Linked DNA regions of Mus musculus: region 1 is linked to region 2. The links are chromatin contacts, called in public HiChIP or PLAC-seq maps. All regions are on one chromosome and are shown on one strand. Each heading gives the region's core, a stretch centred on a gene start, on an enhancer-like site or on the middle of the called end of the contact. The rest is flanking DNA. Distances are from core to core; before and after follow the strand shown. Region 1 overlaps Cenpf (centromere protein F). Region 2 holds the start of Kctd3 (potassium channel tetramerisation domain containing 3).

Region 1 (4,238 bases), core at 1,538-4,037, 640 kb after region 2:
ATAAGGCAGAGAGCTTGCCAAGCATACACAAAGCATAAATGGAGAGTGCTGGTGCACATCTAGAACTCCAGCACTCAGGAGGTGGAGGCACAAAGATCACAAGTTCAAGGCCATCCTTGGCTACACAGTGAGTTCATGGCAAACCTGAGATTTAAAAATAAAAGTTAAGTGAAACACGTGCCACTGCTTACAGAAATGGTGCTACTAGTAGGAATTACAGTATTAGAAATAAAAATCACCAAGCAAATATTCTTCACCTTTTGCCCATTGTAGTGACTATAAGCCATAGAGAATTAGGAGCTTTGATGGGGAGGGCAGACAAACAGTGACCAGAACCAGTGCCCTAAGGAAAACAACCTCTACAAACCACTGAAGCCACTTGAAACTCTCGGACGAATGTGCTGGGTTTCCCACAACAGCGACACTTCCCAGAGAGCTACTGACAAGGAGCCCTCAGGACACTGATGTGCATCCTTGGACTTGCTCACTCAGGCCCCTGAGTCAGAGCCTGCCATAATATCCATCCCTAGGCCTGCTAACACACTTCCAGGATAACAGGGAGGAAATGACATTCACACGTTACCTTTTGTGATCTGCTGCCACCAGCTGTTGGTTTGGAGGACTCTACAACATTTTCTTTGCCCAGAGATGGGGAAGATCCCACTAACTTCTGTGTAGCAAAGCGGGGGCTGGTCCTGGTTGCCATGGTTGTTCTCCGAAGGATATATGGGCTTGTCTTTCCAGTTGGGATGTCAGCAAACCCTAAGGGCAAAAGAGCTGCTTGTTGGTAATGGCACTGATTAGCTGTTTGGCTGGGTTCGCTGGGCTAGCAATAGAGGTCAGATGTTTGTGCATGCAGGTACAAAGGTTCAATAACAGTAAATTAACTACAAAACATAGTTTCCCCTCAGTCATGGAAAACAATGTATTAAACTTCCTAATTGCCTTGGTAGTCATCAGATGAAATGGAAAATTAACAGGTTATTCCTTATTACAAAGATAAAAGATTTCAAAGACACCACAGTAAGAAAAAGGATCAAGGAGAAATCATATTATACCTTAAAACCAAATGGCTTCTTCTATATGGTTATATCACCTTGCACTTCCTAAGATAGGTAGGACATTTAATACAAATGAACTAGGATGAGAAAAGGCCAGCTCTTGTCTCAGAGTCAATGTAAGCCAACAGTGACTTAAGGAAAACAGGCTCAAGTGCAATCAGGTAGTGCAGGCTGCACTTGCTAAGAGTGCCTTTGTATCTGCTCATATTGTCTCCTCCCAGGAAAGAAACTGACCTGACTGGGGTAGAGAAGACTAGTCACAAAAACCCTGAAAGCTATCACATGGTATGGTGGCACATGCCTTTAATCCAGCACATGCCTTTAATCCAGCACTCAGGAGGTAAAGGCAGGTTCATCTCTGAGTGAGGTCAGCCTCCAAGTGAGTCCAGGACAGGCAGGGCTCTTACACAGAAAAACTCTCTTAAAAACCCAAAACAAATCAAAACAAAACAAAAATAAAACAAAAAAGTGACAACACAGGGTAGGTACTCTACAACTGCACTCAGCTAACCACAGGCTCACAAATAAGTAATCTACTAGAGAGTGCTAGCTAGCTACATACGTGGGAACCACAGTTACTCAGAACACCATGCTTCACATCAGCTTTGATTTCAGGATTAGGGCAGAAGACCCAAACTGCTGTAGGTTTTATAAACAAACAAACAAATAAACAAAACTATATGACTGAAGCTGGGTATGGTCTATGTCTGTAATCCTAGCACAAAAAAGCGAAGACAGAAATACTTCAAGATCAAGACTAGCCTGGGCTACACAGCAAGATTCTGTCTCAAAATATCAGAAAGAATTAAAAAAGCAAAAGACAGAGTTAATAGAACAAAAAAGTCTACTTGTGATTTTAGACACTGCAACAATATCAAGTAGTTTTCAAAGTTCTAAACTATTACTTCGGGAGGGGGTGGGGGGAAGGGGCATTGTCAACCAGTCCACTTGTCCCAAGAAAGGAAAAGCTGACTGAAAACAGAATTTCTAAACAGACATTTAGCACTCATTTCCAAGTCTACCAGCTTTTTGTACTGTTAGCCAATCTCAGTGATTTATAATGTCACCAATTTAAAAATGAACTAGTTTCTCTAGGCAGTGGGCTACTGTGCAATATTTTAAAACCTAAAAAGTAAAGATTTCTATCTTTCCTTGTGCCAATTTTATGTGAAATCTCAAAACTTCGTATATTTTCACAAGGACTTGAACAAAGGGCCATATGCAAGCTCTAAGCTCATGGTCTTCCGATGAGATGCAGCCTCACCCTATAGTTCTGTATATAATAATTCTGTATATAATTCTGTATACTCTCTTTTAATAATTCTGTATACCTTTTTTAACGACTTCTGGGAGGCCTTCTGGCTCAAACTCGGTTTCCTGCTCGTGCTCAGCAGGGCGAGTGCTCTTACTGTCCGACTTCCTGCTTTTCTTAGAAAATGTCTCTGCTGTAGAAGGTGCTGCCCGTTTACCATGCTCCCAAATCCCACTGGACCTTTGCCTCTTGCCTGAAGCTTTATTTTGGCCAGATGCTGACTTCATCTCACTAACAGAAGTATTTGGAGACGGTCCTGGAATGGAAGAATTAAGCAAAGGAGAACTCTGGAGATCCTGTCTGGACTGCCGTGACTTCAGCCGAGCAACTTCTATTTCTAATATCTCCTTGGCTTTCTCGAGCTCCTCGTGGCTTATCAGCAGGGAACAGTACTTATCCAAGTACTTATCTGCTTCCTTGACTTTTTCTTCCAGAGTCTCTTTCAGCGCTTTGTTCTCAGTCATTACTTCATCTACGTTACTGTCTACAAGAGAACCTGTGAAAACAAAGTGATCCCGTCACACAACTTGCCGCTACTCCATTAATAATGAACACTTCCCAGCAGGTAATCTTTTTTTAAGATTTATTTTTATTTCATATATGTGAGTACACTGTTGCTGTCTTCAGACACACCAGAAGGAGGCACTGAATCTCACTACAGATAGTTATAAGGCACCATGTGGTTGCTGGGAATTGAACTCAGGACCTCTAGAAGAGCAGTCAGTGCTCTTAACCGCTGAGCCGTGTCTCCAGACCCAGCAGGTGATCTCTAAGCCTGGTCTTTGGACCTGTGCAGACGTTAAGGAGCACATCCTGCTGTGTCTGAAGACTATGAAGCAGTCTAACACACGTAACAGTGCAACTAGAACCCAACTAAACTTAAATCCCCTTAGAGAAGCAGTTACAAGAGCCAAGCAAACTAACTTTCTATAGCCCTCTTTTCCCAACCCATTCTTTCCACCAGAAATGAATAAGCAATCTAACTCAGTAATGATCACAAAGTCTATGCTGCATGGTTTTGGTGACAGGTGCCAGCCTATGAAAATGTAAGTCGCTAAAGGCCGTGAAAGCATTTTGAGTGAATACAGGGGCAAGTAGGTACAAATGTAGAACCACATCAAGGCAGGGGCCTCAGTAAGCTTCTGGTGCTAGGGATGGCAAGCGATTTATGAGGAAAACTCCCAGTTTTCAAACCTACTCCAATCACTCTACTTGGTAGAAAAGACCACTGCACTGCACTGCACTGCACTGCCACACTCTAGAAGCCTCCCACACATACTAGTCACTGGGTATCCATGGAGAAAGCAGAGTGTGAGTGGATAAAAGCAGCATGGTTAATTACCAATGAGAGAAGAGAAGAAGAAAAGGAGAGGGGGAGGGGGGGCAGGGGGAGGGGCAGGGGGAGGGGCAGGGGCAGGGGCAGGGGCAGGGGCAGGGGCAGGGGCAGGGGCAGGGGCAGGGGCAGGGGCAGGGGCAGAGCAGAGAAGAGAAGAGAAGAGAAGAGAAGAGAAGAGAAGAGAAGAGAAGAGAAGAGAAGAGAAGAGAAGAGAAGAGAAATGTCGGGCAGTAGTGGTGCACACCTTTAATCCCGGCACTTGGGAGGCAGAGACAGGATTTCTGAGTTCGAGGCCAGCCTGGTCTACAGAGTGAATTCCAGGACAGCCAGGGCTACACAGAGAAAACAAACAAACAAACAAAACAAAACCACTACCAAAATGGCAAACTCTTGAAGGAGATCCATTAGCAAAGAGTACTATCTTCCCCCATGGTAATAATTCTATTCCGAAATGTAGGCTTCACTCTGAATCCTACAGTCTTAACTATAGCTAAGTCTTACACAAGGTTAAGACCACAGTTCAGAAATT
Region 2 (4,512 bases), core at 1,759-4,258:
CAATAACTTCTGACACTACATGTTCATCACTTTCAGGAAACCATATTAAAGCACACAAGCCTGCTTACAATCACTAGCATGGAGGACACAGCTATAGTCACAGCACACAGGAGGTGGGTCAGGCCTACACAGACAGTAGGAAGGAAACCTTCGCTGCACAGCCAATCAGTATCAAGTCTACCCACAAAACAATCTGCAATCTCTGGGCAAAGAGACTGGAAAACATATATATGATTAACATATTTTTTATTTTTAATCTCCTATCTCAAGTGTGCCAAAGAAAAGATGACTAAAGAAATTAGCATATCTGGTGATGTAGCATACCCACTCTAGTGGCTTGCTACAAAATCTGAACTATGAAGCTAAACATGAAACTATGAAGTAAAGTGATTTGCTATGAAATACTAAGATGATAATGCCTCTAAGCCTCAAGTTCATGATCATTTCCTCAGGTCTATTAGTGCATGAGACTAGTACTATAGCAACCTTTCATTTCAGGAAACTCATCAATACAAAGTAACTTGTCCAACTTTGCTAACTAGAGGGAAGGCCTGCTATGTGCAGAAGGAACCAGTTTGTTTCCAAACCTTTCCCTCAGCCAGTCCCTCTCCTTCCTCCATCCCTACCTGAGTAAGCATGGACTGGTCACTGATGCTGTCGATCATATTCACTCCCAGTGTGTACAGAAATCCCTTACGTGCTAAGCCAGACATACCCGAGCCAGCAGCATGCTGCTCACTGTCTCACCCTTGGGCAGCATGTCCTCTGACTTTCTTCTGGTTCTAAGTAAGAGCTTTCGGCACTTATTCAGTGACTCGGAGCTCCAAGCTGTGCCACAGGTTGTCTTCTAAAACGCTCAAGCCAGGAGTACATTTATTGTCATATTTGGTATTAACTGCTAACTAGCACCCAGTAAGAGTCACATTCCACAGATGAAGTGAAATCCTTGACAGCTCAGCCTTTAAGGCATCCACTTTCTTTCTTCTTATTACTTTCTTATTCACTCTTGATGCACAACGAAGTGCACATGTGGAGTCAGTGTCCTCCTTTCGTCTTAAGTGGCTTCCAAGGAGGAGCCTCAGGTGGCCAGTCTTGCTGTTGGTAAGTGCCGTTTTCAGCCTAGCCATCTTGCCAGCCACATCCATCTCCAATACACAATAAACAACAATGTAAGGGCTGAAGAAATGGCTCCGTGATTAAGAACACTTGCCGATCTTGCTAAGGACCAGAATTCAGTTCCCAGCATCCATGTCAGGTGGCTCTCAACAAAACTTACCACACCTGTAATCCCCGCTCTAAGGGACCCTTTCTTTGGCCTCCACCTGCACTCACACATACAAGTAAGACAGACCAATCTTTTCTAAAGTGACAATATAACTTAGTTGTTTGTCATAAAGCTATATTCTCTTGAATGCCTGGAAGGAAATATGTGAGCCATCCACAGAGAAACCAGGGTTAAGGTTTGCCACGAGCACCATTCTGCTTCTCTGTAGTAACACTGCCCACGCCTTTTGTGGACTATTTCACTTTCACATACCAGGTCACTTGCAATAGGTTCCTGTAATCGTAGGTGGGCAGGGAAGACACACTATTTACACTAGATGAGGTCATTTGCACAGGACCTAGTAAGTATAAAATGCAGCGGAAGTCATTTGCATATGACCTGCTACTTAAGGAATGCACTAGAGGTGCAAGGTCTCCAACTGTTAAAACTTTGCTTTGGAGGTAAAAGGTGACAAAGCAGGAAGACCACCCCAAGTTCTCCAGCACTCAGAGAGCCCATTGTTTCACAACTGTTAATTTGTATTTTTAAATAACAAAAGTGTTACACGTTTAAAATCTTAAGACATTGAAAACTAGCCTTCCCAGGACAACAGAATAGCCTGCGCATTAGAACCCCCCTCTCCCTCTATTCTTACTATGCCTTAAACCCAAGCTTCCCTCAACTAGTAGGGGCAATATCCTTTTCTGAGAAGAGTCATGTGTAAGTCACGGCAAATACAAAAATGGGTTTTTGGTTTTGTTGCTTGTTTGGTTTGTTTGTTTGTTTTGCCAACAAACTTCCACTCCAACAAAATGGGAGTGGAAGGTCTAATAGAGACTAAAGACTCAACAGTCCAACCGGTTGCTCCTATGCAACAACTCAAGCCCTAGCACGGGAGACGACAACCAGCTGCAACGCTGACAGCTCGGTGTCAGCATGCCTCAACCCTCCAGAGGCCCCAAGTCACTTGGTCAGGCAGGCCCACCATGCCAACTGTGTTCCTGTGGCCTTACTTACACCATAGGAACCCGGGGGAATAAAGACTGAGTTTTAACAGTCTATACACTCGACCTGGAACCAGACTCTGAAGAGTGCATAGGGCTGCTTGGATCATGCAAAATTGTACCTACCTGTCTCCGGGTCCCCCACCTGGCCGTGCAGACGCCGCCCTACCCTGCAGTGGGTACCCGACCTGACCAGGTAGATGCCACCCTGCCCTGCGGAGGGTACCCGACCTGACCAGGTAGACGCCGCCCTGCCCTGCAGTGGGTACCCGACCTGACCAGGTAGATGCCACCCTGCCCTGCCGAGGGTACCCCACCTGGCCGTGCAGACGCCGCCCCGGCTGTAACACCTATCCCACCTAGGCTGGCACATGCCACTCCTACAGCAGCGGGCGTCCCACCCACTGTTCCCGCGCGGTCGCGGGCTCACCTGGTCCCCCCCACATTCAGCTGCACGATCTCCCCGCTGCTGGCCGCCGACGCGGCGAAGCTGCCGCAATGCCCGCCCGCCATGTCTGCGGCGGGAGCCGGAGCCAGGGCCGGAGCCGGAGCCGGAGCCAGGAGCGGCGGCTCGGCGGCCGGAGCACACTCGGAACGCCGAGCCTCCCGCAGCGGCCCGGCTCGCTCCAGCCTCCCCCACTACGTGTTCGTGGCCTCCGCCGCTCGTGGCTGGAGGCCGCCGGCCCAGCCCGGCCTCTCCTCAGAGCCCACTCGCCTCCATGGCGGCCGCCACAACCATCTGGAGGACGGGTCGCCGCGAGGGACAAAAAGCTGTAGCGCCGGCGCTTCACGCTTACGAAGAAGGAGTGGGCGGGGCTGGTGAGAGGGAGGAGCTCCTGGCGATGGGCGGGGCTGGACGAAGGGTCTTCTGCCACCGATGGCCTAGGAAAGATTTGCCCCTTGCCTCTTCACCAGCACAAGATTTAGGTAAAAAAGAAACTTTCGCAGTTATTCAGACTGATCTAAGTACACTCGATGAAAAGATATTGAACACCATACAGCGCATTACCTGCAAACTGCATAGTTTCCATGCCACCACTCCTCAGGGCAGGAGAAAGCAAAAACCCTGCTGGAGTGAGCGGTATCCAGCAACATGTTTCTAGATTGTACATACACGCACTTTTATTTTCTTTACTGATTGATTTTTGTTTCTCTCTCTCTCAGCATTATGCATTGGAGCACCAAACCTTAGCGATTTCGTGTGTGTGTGTGTGTGTGTGTGTGTGTGTGTGTGTGTGTGTGTGAGTGTGTCCTCCTGGGGATGGAATATGATGAGGCCTTGTGCTTGCTAGGCATCACTGACCTAAATGTCCAACCTCTAAATCATACTTTTAAAGAGTACTATGGCAATGGGATGTAGGTCAGCTAATGGAGACAGCACACTATATTTCAAAGATATCTAATTCAACAAGCTAAACTGTAAGCATTAAATGTCTAATAGTTTTCTCATAAAATTTAAAACTGATGAACTATAAGAGGATAGAAAACATCTTATCCTCATTAAACATTGCTTAATTTTGCTGCCAAATATGCCACTGAGATGATACACTTTCTCCAGAATTGATGATTTTTTTTTTTTTTTTTTTTTTTGAGACAGGGTTTCTCTGTATAGCCCTGGCTGTCCTGGAACTCACTTTGTAGACCAGGCTGGCCTCGAACTCAGAAATCTGCCTACCTCTGCCTCCGCCTGGCTCCAGAATTGATTTTTATAAAGGACAGCCACACCAGATGTGCTATCCTGTAACCTCAGCACTGTGGGGGTAGGGGGAACCAAGGAAAAAGAATAAGGAAGGGACTAGAGGCCTCCTCAACTACATAGAATTTGAGGTCAGCCTGAGATACAGAGACCCTGTCTCAAAAAGAGAAAGGGGAGGAAAAGAAGGTGGGAGGGAGGGAGGGAGGGAGAGAGGGAGAGTGTGAGGGTAAGAGAGGGAAGGAGGGGAGAGAGAGACAGAGACAGACAGAGAGATTATTTCTGGGGCTGGTGAGATGGCTCAGTGGGTAAGAGCACTGACTACTCTTACGAAGGTCCTGAGTTCAAATCCCAGTAATCACATGGTGGCTCACAACCACCCATAATGAGATCTGACACCCTCTTCTGGCAGGTCTGAAGACTGCAGCAGTGTACTTAGGTATAATAATAAATAAATCTTTAGGCTGACAGGAGCGAGCAGAGGTCCTAAAAAATCTAATCCCCAGCAACCACATGAAGGCTCACAAGTATTTATACAGCTACAGTGTACT

Evidence for each region. HiChIP or PLAC-seq counts read pairs in DNA pulled down with a chosen protein or histone mark.
Region 1: an H3K4me3 HiChIP or PLAC-seq map of the SCID.adh cell line shows a contact between it and region 2, with 12 read pairs. The contact joins the enhancer-like site here to the promoter of Kctd3 in region 2. A contact is called at or near these places in 19 of 39 promoter capture datasets (the 3T3-L1 cell line, 3T3-L1-derived adipocytes, the C10 cell line and 13 more), 1 of 15 datasets of contacts at CTCF or cohesin (the NIH/3T3 cell line), 10 of 484 Hi-C or Micro-C datasets (B cells, CD4 T cells, CD8 T cells and 6 more), 30 of 115 datasets of contacts at active chromatin or transcription factors (the NIH/3T3 cell line, the SCID.adh cell line, T-cell acute lymphoblastic leukemia and 22 more) and 3 of 9 other capture datasets (adipose tissue, embryonic stem cells and liver).

Annotation. Positions count from the first base shown.
Region 1 is chr1:189,646,219-189,650,456 of GRCm38.p6, forward strand. Cenpf (centromere protein F) reads right to left here. Exons shown (of 18, transcript NM_001081363.2): 16 at 2,393-2,869; 17 at 584-762. Among named protein-coding and RNA genes, the nearest start is that of Gm30088, 29 kb to the left of the region's middle. Within about 2 kb of position 2,788, at least 2 of the 459 cell types and tissues checked have an H3K27ac peak or open chromatin away from gene starts, as enhancers often do. A contact at or near this core is called in the SCID.adh cell line, where this site is marked.
Region 2 is chr1:189,004,832-189,009,343 of GRCm38.p6, forward strand. Kctd3 (potassium channel tetramerisation domain containing 3) reads right to left here and starts at 3,009. Exons shown (of 18, transcript NM_172650.2): 1 at 2,699-3,009. The coding sequence starts at 2,781.